2 separate regions of the Sus scrofa genome follow, and region 2 is linked to region 1. A link is a contact called in public Hi-C data. All regions are on one chromosome and are shown on one strand. Each heading gives the region's core, a stretch centred on a gene start, on an enhancer-like site or on the middle of the called end of the contact. The rest is flanking DNA. Distances are from core to core; before and after follow the strand shown. Region 1 holds the start of DNPH1 (2'-deoxynucleoside 5'-phosphate N-hydrolase 1). Region 2 overlaps PTK7 (inactive tyrosine-protein kinase 7).

Region 1 (4,958 bases), core at 739-3,238:
TTTTAAGGGCTGCATGTGCAGTATTTGGAAGTTCTAGGGCTTGCTGTCAAATTGGAGTTGCATCCAGCGGCCTATGCAATAGCCACAGCAACACCAGTTCCTAGCAGTGTCTGCAACCTACACCACAGCTCACAGCAACACCAGATCCTTAACCCACTGAGGCAGGCCAGGGGTTGAATCCACATCTTCATGGGTAGCAGCTGGGTTGGTTATCACTGAATCACAACAGGAACTCCAAAGCCCTTACCATTTTGTGATTTTCTCTTTTAAAGAGGTATTGGGGTGGGGGTGGGGATTCTCTGGGGGCTCAGTTGAATGAAGATCCCACGTTGTGAGTGCGCTGTGTGGCACAGTGAGTTAGGAATCCGACTGCAGCAGCTCAGGTCTCTGTGGAGGTGCAGGTTTGCTTCCTGGCCCAGTGTAGTGGGTTAAAGGATCCTGCATTGCTGCAGCTCTCCCCAGTAGGATTCAATCCCTGGCCTGAGAATTTCCATATGCTGCAGGTGCGGACAAAAATAAAAGGTTTCTCAGGACTGCATTAGGTCGCACAAACCTAAATCTGCCCCTAAATGGGGCAAGGGAAACACTTAAGGTTTTCTGAGAAGTACAAGAATTCTGGCGCCATTTCCTAAGTAGAAAGCTGTCCAGAAACCAAGCCAACCCAGCAGAACGAGCAGGATGCATTAGTAACAGCCCAATCAGGGGGCCTGGGAGGGACGGTGGTCTCAGGAACAGGGGTCCCCGGGTCTGAGGGAGGGCTGATACCTCCACGCCAAAGAGGGGTAAAGGCAGGTGAGCTTCGTTCTCTATAGGAGGGATGTGCAGCCAGGCGAGGCCCACTCCCATTCAGCTGCTCCCTACAAACGCGTCTGGAAAGAGCCCAAGAAAGTTCTCCAAAAAGGAACCAAAGGGGAGACTAACTGCATGGGAGGAGTGGGCTCACAGGGCCGGTGCATTGCGACGTACACGCCATCTGACCCCGGGCCCTTTCCTTCTCGGGCAGGGGCGCTGCCGGAAGCACTCAGCAGGAGGGGGGCCAACGCCCGGACCCGACACCGCCGGCGCCCTCCCCTTGGCCCGCGCCCGGCGGCCTCACCGCGCGCGCTCAGCTCGGCTGCGGCCACGTGTTCCGTAAGCACAGCCCCAAAGCGCCGCAGCCGCGACACGATCCGCCCGTACAGTGCCTGGTCCTCGCGTCCTCCACGGATGCTCCCGCAGAAATACAAGGCCCGACGAGCCGGTTGGGGCTTCTGCCCGGGCCCCGGGAGATCCCCACCCTTCAGCGCTCCAACCACTGGTGTCGCCTCTGCGGCCATCACGCTGCCCTGTGCCCCCTCCCCCTCACGTGACCAGGCCCAGCCCCGCCCCCGGCTCGGCTGGGGTCTGTGAGTGACCACACCTTTGAAACGAAGGCGCGCTAGGCAGACACAGCTGGGAGCTCACCTACTCCCGGTACTTCTTTAACTTGTCCAAGCGGGAGGAAAGGTCCTCCCATCTCACCCACTGCTCCTGGCAGCCCTCCACCCCAGGAAAGCCCGTTTCTGCCGATGGCGACTCATTCCTCTCAACTGTTCACCCCCCACCGTCCCGACCTGGAAGACATTCTTGACTCTTCATCAAACCCTACGTCCTACCCGACCACAGCTTCCAGCGGCGCTCCTCTCCAGTCATAGACTCACATGCACACCTGTTAGGAACCAGCCTTGGATCCTGGTAAATTGGCCCCTGACGCAGAAAAGCCAATTTACTGCCACCTCGTGGTGGTGAAGGGAAGTGGAGCCATCATGCACCGCGCTAAGCAGGACCTCAAAACATGAAAAACCCCACCCTGGGGTTAAGGAAAACATTTTTAAAGGCCAGGTGAGGGGGGCGGGGGACGCCCCAGGGTGTAGGATCAGCTCTTGAGTAATTGCCTGATTGGCCAAGGCGAGGTAGGCAACAGGGCGCGGTGCCCCAGGAGTTAACATCGTCAATCCTTAGGAGCCAGACGCTGGGGGTGGGGGGGCGTTACCTGCTCAGGATCATCAAGTAGTCAATTTCTTCCACGTGCTGGTGGTTTAGAATCTGTAAAACAACGCAGGAAACGCGCAGCAGATACGATTATCCAGCGAGGAGCTAAATCAGAGCCTATGGGTATGGGGAGAGGCCTGTCCAGGGAAAACCCCCTCTGGGTCCTGCCTGGTCACACACCCACCACCTCCACTCAGCCACCCTCCTCCAAGCCTCCACTCCCTCTCTCAGCAGCGTCCTCACAGGCTCCCCACTTTCCTGCTACACAGTCTGGTCTCCTGCAGGGTGACCCTGGGAACACTCATTGCTTAGGCCTTGACCCTCCTCAGCCAAACCCTCCAAGGGCTCCCATCTCACGTGGGGTCACACCCAACCCCCCACAGGGGCCCATCAGCCCCACAGGCTCTGGTGACCCTCTCACTTCTCTCGTCCCAGGGCCATTAGCTCACTGACTTCTCTGCAGCCACTCTGCCTTCCTGGCTGTTCCTCAGGCAAGCTGGTCGTGCTCTTGTCTCCGATCCTTTGCCTCTGCTGTGCCCTGCAGCCTTTTGTTCCTCAGAGCTCCCTGGTCACGTGCTCACCTCCTCCAAGGCTGTTCAGGTCATCTTCCCTGACCCCCTTCTTCCAGAGGGCAGTCCCCCACCCCACCCCCTCCTCTGCCTTGTCCTTTCTCCTCCCCTGTACCAAATTGTTTATTATTATTATTATTTTGGCTGTGCTCCTGAAATGCACAAGTTCCCGGGCCAGGGATCCAACCCAAGCCACAGCAAGTACCCACGCTGCTGCAGTGACAATGCCAGATCCTTAAGCCGCTGGGCACGAGGGGACGCTTAATAAATTAATTTTGTTCTATGTCTTTCTATACTCGGTAGAATCTAAGCCCCCAGGAGGGCAGGGATTTTCATCTGTTTGTTCACTGCTGTATCCTCAGCTTTCAGAACTGTGCCTGGCATGTAGGAAACACTTATCACCTATGTCCTGAATGAATGAGTGGGTGCAGAGAGAAGCGGCTTTTGAAGGCACCTTCTAATCTGCTCAAGCAAGGTCTTGGGGGAGACACACCATGGCTCGCTGCTCATCACAATGATTCCCCCTCATTTTATGGTGAAAATGAAACAAATTTAGAACCAGACGTTCAAGTGGAACAAGAGAGCACGCAGTGCAAAGGAAGCCTGAGAGCCCAGTTCCATATTCCAGAGGAGCCTCCGTCCGTGGTGTCCCATGAATTCTTCCTGATTAACTGTGAAGTACCAAAACCGTGAGGTGACAGAGCAAACACAGTAACAACTTTTAAAAATGCAAAGACACACAGAGAAGGCAAGGAGGCCTTAGACCATCTCTGTCCTCTGATGGGCCCAGCTCCAAAGACGGGGACCAAGGGGCAAACGTGTGTGTGCTCAGCTGTGCACCAGGGCCCCGGGCACCTTCTCACTCCCAGTCACACGTGCATCCTTAGGAGGCCCCTCAGGTGCCAGGCTCCCTCGATGGGCAACCCCCCCTCCCGCCATCACACCTTCCTCTGGTTCTTGCCACAGTGAGGATCTCACCTGCACATATAAACATGGAGCATCTTGTTTCTCACTCTGAGACCTTAAAAAACAAAAAGCCAGCTTCCATGTCCTTAGGGCCCACACTTCCAATGGGGCTTCCCCTTCTTTCTGCGTTAGGATGAAGGAGAAGGAGGAAAAAGCATATTTTGTCTATCTCCAGATGGGACACAAGGGCCCGTGTTTGGTTCTGTGACCACAGTTGAGTTGGATGTGGATGCAGAGCCAGTCATGGCTGGCAGCTCAAATCCTCTGCTCAAGGCAGAGAGGCCTGAGTTGGGCGGGGCACCAAGTGATGGGATGGGGGTGGTGCGAGGATAGTGAGTGGACTGGTGTATTTTTATTTTTTATTTATTTTTTTGTCTTTTTGCCATTTCTTGGGCCGCTCTCGTGGCATATGGAGGTTCCCAGGCTAGGGGTTCAATTGGAGCTGTGGCCACCGGCCTACGCCACAGCCACAGCAACGCGGGATCCGAGTTGCATCTGGGACTTTTCACCACAGCTCACGGCAACACCAGATCCTTATCCCACTGAGCAAGGCCAGGGATCGAACCGCAACCTCATGTTTCCTAGTCGGATTTGTTAACCACTGCGCCACGACGGGAACTCCCTGGTGTATTAAATTTATATGCTAGTAGAGAGAGCAGAAGACTACATATTGTATGATTGCATTTACATCAAATGTCCAGAAAAGGCATATTTAGAGATACAGAAAACAGACTAGTGGAAGGCTGAGGGGAGTAGAAACTGATTACAGAGCCCCAAGGAAAATTTTCAGGGTAGGAACATATTCTAGAACCGAACTGTAGTGATGATTGCGCAACTCTACAATTTACAACTTATTATTAAATTGTACCCTTACAACTGGCAAATTTTATTGATATGTATATTATTTCTCATGAAGCTTTTTTTTTAGGGCCACACCTGTGGCATATGGAGATTCCCAGGCTAGGGGTCTAATTGGAGCTACAGCTGCTGGCCTACACGACAGTCACAGCAACATCAGATCCGAGCCGCATCTGTGACCTATGCCACAGCTCACGGCAACGCTGGATCCTTAACCCACTGAGCGAGGCCAGGGATTGAACCTGCAACTCCATGGTTCCTAGTCAGATTCGTTAACCACTGAGCCACGATGGGAACTCCCTTACTCATTTTTTACATGCCTTTTAAGCCTCTTTTAATCTATTGCTTTGGGGATTTTTTTTTTTTTTTTTTTGGCCTTGCCTGCAACATGGGGAAATTTCTTTTTCTTTTTTTTTTTTTTTCTTAAAGTATAGTTGATTTGCAATGTTTCTTCAAGTTCTGTTGTACAGCAAAGTGACCCAATCACCATATGGAATTTCTGGGGCCAGGGATTGAACCCTTGCTATAGCAGTGACCCAAGCCACAGCAGTGACA
Region 2 (4,958 bases), core at 1,076-3,575, 61 kb before region 1:
CTGTGTGTCCTTTCATCCTGCAGTGAGTACTACCACTTCCGCCAGGCCTGGGTACCACTGCGCTGGATGTCCCCTGAGGCTATCCTGGAGGGCGACTTCTCCACCAAATCTGATGTCTGGGCCTTCGGTGTGCTGATGTGGGAAGTGTTCACCCACGGGGAGATGCCCCATGACGGGCAGGCAGACGATGAAGTGCTGGCAGGTGGGCAGCTGTATTTCTGTGGGACAATTCCAAATGTTGTCTAGGTGGATGGCTTGCCGAGGGTCCCTGGGCCAGTTCAGCCTACCTCCCCTCAGGGCTGCCATTACCAGCTACGTGGAGAGGGCCACTCTAGCCATTAGATGACTGGAACACCATCATCCTGGTGGGTGAAAAGCCCTCGCCCGCAGGGCTCACTTCAGCCACTCTGATGCTGCTTATTGACCCTACTTCAGCGCCTGGCATTGGCTGCTTCTTGTGCTGCGTGGACCCTGCCCCCACCAGCCACAGAGGGGTGTTCGCTTCTTTTGGTTCCAAGATATTTGCCATAAACTCCTTCTTTTTTATTTTTATTTTTATGTTTATTTTCCCACTGTACAGCAAGGGGATCAAGTTATCCTTACATGGATACATTACAATTACATTTTTTTCCCCACCCTTTGTTCTGTTGCAACATGAGTATCTAGACAAAGTTCTCAATGCTATTCAGCAGGATCTCCTTGTAAATCTATTCTAAGTTCTGTCTGATATATAAACTCTTTCTTAAGTCCTGCTCCCCAGCACTGGCCAGCACCCTCACCTCCGAGTCTCCCTCACGTGGCCACCTGCGGGAATGGCAGGCTCCACAGATTATTGGACGGGAGTGGTTAACTGTTTTGACAAGACCCTCTTCCCACCATCCTTCTGCAGATTTGCAGGCTGGGAAGGCCAGACTCCCGCAGCCTGAGGGCTGCCCCTCCAAGCTCTACCGGCTGATGCAGCGCTGCTGGGCCCTCAGCCCCAAGGACCGGCCCTCCTTCAGCGAGATCGCCAACGCCCTGGGAGACAGCTCTGCGGACAGCAAGCCGTGAGGAGAGAGCCCAGGCAGGCTGTGCCTCAGGATGGCGTGGGCAGAGGAGGACCTCCTGAGGGGTGCCCGCAGCATGATGGGCAAGAATCCCGTCCTCCCGGGCCCCAGGGGCCCCGCCCTGGCACCGCAGGCACTGCTGAGGTCTGGCAGGGCCTGGGCTTTCTCCTTTTTCCTCACCCTCTGCCCTCGGGGAGGTGGATTCAGACCCAGACTGGGTGACTGGGGCCTCGGGCTGAGCAGCTTTCTCTGCCACCCTTTTCCCCATCAGGGACAGTGTGGGTGCCTCAGGTAACTCCAGTTTCTGGCCTGGGTCTCCTCCCCATGACCAGGTCCAGTTCGCCACTCACCTGCCAACTTCATCCAGGGCGGGCTAGGCTGGAGGTGAGCTGGGTTGGGTATAGGTCCTTAATCTACTCAAGTTCCTGGATCGTTCTGGCCCACGGGGCCCACTCTGGGATCTGCACTAGGATCACGGAGGACCCAGCCAGTGCGTCCTCCGTGCGTGGACTTGTACCCTCCCACTCCGACCCAGACCCATGCCCCCTCCCTACCCTTCTCTCCTTTTCTCATCCTAAGTGCCTGGCAGATGAAGGAGTTTTCAGGAGCTTTTGACACTATATAACCCGCCCCTTTTGTATGCACCGCGGGGCGGCTTTTGTATGTAATTGCAGCGTGGGGTGGGAGGGCCTGGGAGGTAGGGGTGGGTCCTGGAGGAGATGGGAGAGTGGGCCGCCTCTGCCTCACACCTTTATTGATGTTCTTGTTGTTTGTTTTTGGGTTTTGTTTTTTTTTTTTTGGTTTTTTTTTTTTTTTACACTCGCTGCTCTCAATAAAGAAGCCTTTTTTACAGCCCGCTTCTGATGTCCATTCCTTACCATTGCCCAGAATGATGTGCCTTCTTCCCTCACTTAGCAGAAGGGGCCACGTGCCTTCCTAGAGTCTGGAGGGGCTGGACCCTCCGCTGGCTCGTGGAGCAGTTGAGGATGTGGGCCTGGAGGAGGCGAGGCCACCTCCTGTTTCCTGTGACCCTGATGCCAGCGAATTATTCTCCACTGGCTGGCCTGGTGCTCCGGCTCAGGTGGAAGCACAAGGAGGTGACTAGTTAGAGGAGGACTGAGGACTTAACTGATACAGTCATGTCTCTGAATCCCTTGAAGACTAAGAGGGTGATGGAAATAATGGAACTGAACAAAGATGCGCTTAATGCCACACGCGCCAGGGCTCTCAGCCCTCTGCTGGTTTCGTTCCTTCCTCTTCGTTAGCCAGACCTCGTGTCATCAGCTGTCCTCTCTGCCTTATAGTAACTTGAGCACAGTTCCCCTCACCTCTGGAATTGCTTTAGTTCTTTCTGTTCCTCACCAGATTTCTTAGTCATGAACATACCAGCTAATGTTTATGAAATACTCGCTCTGGGAGTTCCTGCTATGGCAGCTGTGGCTCAAATTCAGTCCCTGGCCTGGGAACTTCCATATGCTGTGGGTGCAGCCCCAAAAACCCCCCAAAAAACCAAAAAGCACCTCATTCTGTACCTGTCACTTTGCTGAGCACCTAAGGTGAATTATCTCATTGAGTTTCTGCCACTACTCTTTTAGCCAGATCTCATTGTTCGCATTTCACAGATTAGGAAATCAAGGCTTTTTTTTTTTTTTTTTTGAAACTGAAGCTTAGGGAGGCCAGGTTGTTTCCCCAATGTTGCACAACTGGTAAGTGAGCCTCTCTTGTAGATATACAGTATGGTATGTCCCTCAGGTGTGTCGGAGTGAAAAAAAAAAAATCAACTAGGAACAATTTCTTGGGAATTCTCATTGAAATGAATCCGACTAGGAACTATGAGGTTGCAGATTCGATCCCTGGCCTCACTCAGGGAGTTAAGGATCTGCTGTTGCCATGAGCTGCGGTGTAGGTCACTGATGTAGCTCGGATCCTGCATTGCTGTGTCTCTGGTGTAGGCCAGCAGCTGTAGCTCTGATTGGACTCCTAGCCTGGGAATCTCCATATGCTGCAGATGCAGCCCTAAAAAGCAAAAGAAACACAACAATTTCTCTAGAGCAATGCCTTTCAAACTGGGTTGTAACCAGTATTTTTAAAAAATGAAACATGGAGTTCCCTTTGTGGCTCAGTGGGTTAGTGTCTGTGAGGATACGAGTTCTATCCCTGGCTCAGTGGATGTTGGCTGTGGCTGTGTCAGAGGCCAGCAGCTGCAGCTCCAATTCCACCCCTAGCATAGAAACTTCCATATGCTGCAGGTGCAGCCGTAAAAAGAAAAAAAAATTTTTTTAATTGAAAAATAAAAAAATAAATGAAATACAATAAAAACTATCAAAGTAGACGGTATACCTTAAGGGTAGATAATTGTTTTGCAAAATTTTGTTATATTTGATATGTATTTGTGTATGTTAGCTTATATATTAGTTATTTGAGTGCTGCTACTGCATAACAACCCCAAAAATCTCGGTCACTTACAACAACCATTTATTTTTCTCACTCACAGATCTGCAAGTTGGTCTTGGCTGGACTTAGCTGATTCACCCGGGCTCGGCAGCAGACCATGGGTCTGTCTTGGGTCTAATCTGCCGGCCCCAGAGCAATGCTCTAGTTCTAGAGCACAAGAAGTCCAGCCAGATCTTGTCAGCACATTTAAAAGCATAAGTTGGAGTTCCCATCATGGCTGAGAGGAGACAAATCTGACTAGTATCCATGAGGATACACGTTCGATCCCTGTCCTCACTCGGGTTAAGGATCCTGCGTTGCCATGAGCCATGGTGTAGGTCATAGACACGGCTTGGATCTGGCTTTGCTGTGGTTGTGGTGTGGACTGGCAGCTGCAGCTTGGATTTGACCCCTAGCCTCAGAACCTCCATATGCCTCGGATGGGGCCCTAAAAAGACAACAAAGTAAATAAATAAAAGCAGCAGTGTATTAACATTTTATGAGCCAAAGTAAGTATCATGTCAACACCCAATATCAGGAGTTCCCTGGTGGCTCAGGGGGTTAAGGATCCAGCATTGTCACTGCTATGGCGAGGGTTGCTGCTATGGCAAGGGTTCAATCCCTGGCCTGGGAACCTCTGCATGCCATGGGCATGGCCAAAAAAAACCAAACCAAAACAAAAACAAAACACTAATATCAGCACCTGCAGGATGTGAGAGCGAAGGATGTGGCTGTCTAATTCTAACACAAGGTGTGAAAATTAGGAGCTATAATCCAGTTCACCCCAAGTTGCAATGTAAAAATGATTTCCTGCTGTGGGTTGTATCCAGAAGTATTGCAAGGCACTGCTCTAGAAGGTCATTAGTCACTAAGCCTCTTCTCACTCCTGGTCTTCCTCAACCACTCTGCGGTGGCTGATGCTGCTGGCCCCATCTGCCTTTTTGACTCTCCTCTCTTGCCTTTGATGACGGTATGCCGCGTCCACCTTCTCTGACCAGCCCTTCCCCAGCCCTGGTTGTGGCTTCCTTCTCCTGCCTGCCCCAGAGATGGCTATCCTCCTGGATTCTGTCCCTGGCTGCCTTCTCTCAACCTTCTCAGCCTTGGCAATCACATCTTACCTTGGGTGGTTTCACTGGCCCTTCCGTGCGGACAGTTCCCAAAGCATTAGCTCCAATTCCAGCCTCTACCTCAAGCTTCAGACTCACACTCCCCTTCTTTTGCAGAATATTTCCCTCCACCTGTTTTCCTAGACCCAAACTGAATTCATCTCTCTTCCAAACCTGCTCCTCCAGCCATGTTCCCTGTTTGCATTATTGGTACTACTGTTTGGAGAACAGCCATCCTTGGAATCCTGTACTGTCATGAGCCCTCTTCCCTGTGCACCCCCCCCACTGCAGCCCGTCACCAAAATCTCTTTATTGTACCTCTGCCCTGTTTCTATTTTGCTCAATTTTTTGGGCTGTGCCCTCAGCATGTAGA

The links. Hi-C and Micro-C count contacts between places; a contact is called where the count stands out from the background.
Region 2: a contact with region 1 is called in a Hi-C map of alveolar macrophages, with 2.6 times the contacts expected there. The contact joins the enhancer-like site here to the promoter of DNPH1 in region 1. A contact is called at or near these places in 1 of 5 promoter capture datasets (liver), 12 of 47 Hi-C or Micro-C datasets (alveolar macrophages, blood, epiblast stem cells and 5 more) and 1 of 2 datasets of contacts at active chromatin or transcription factors (alveolar macrophages).

Annotation. Positions count from the first base shown.
Region 1 is chr7:38,265,373-38,270,330 of Sscrofa11.1, forward strand. DNPH1 (2'-deoxynucleoside 5'-phosphate N-hydrolase 1) reads right to left here and starts at 1,989. Exons shown (of 4, transcript XM_021098744.1): 1 at 1,688-1,989. The coding sequence starts at 1,967.
Region 2 is chr7:38,203,761-38,208,718 of Sscrofa11.1, forward strand. PTK7 (inactive tyrosine-protein kinase 7) reads left to right here. Exons shown (of 20, transcript XM_005666019.3): 19 at 24-202; 20 at 890-1,902. The coding sequence ends at 1,050. Among named protein-coding and RNA genes, the nearest start is that of SRF, 7.1 kb to the right of the region's middle. Within about 2 kb of position 2,326, at least 1 of the 83 cell types and tissues checked has an H3K27ac peak or open chromatin away from gene starts, as enhancers often do. A contact at or near this core is called in alveolar macrophages, where this site is marked.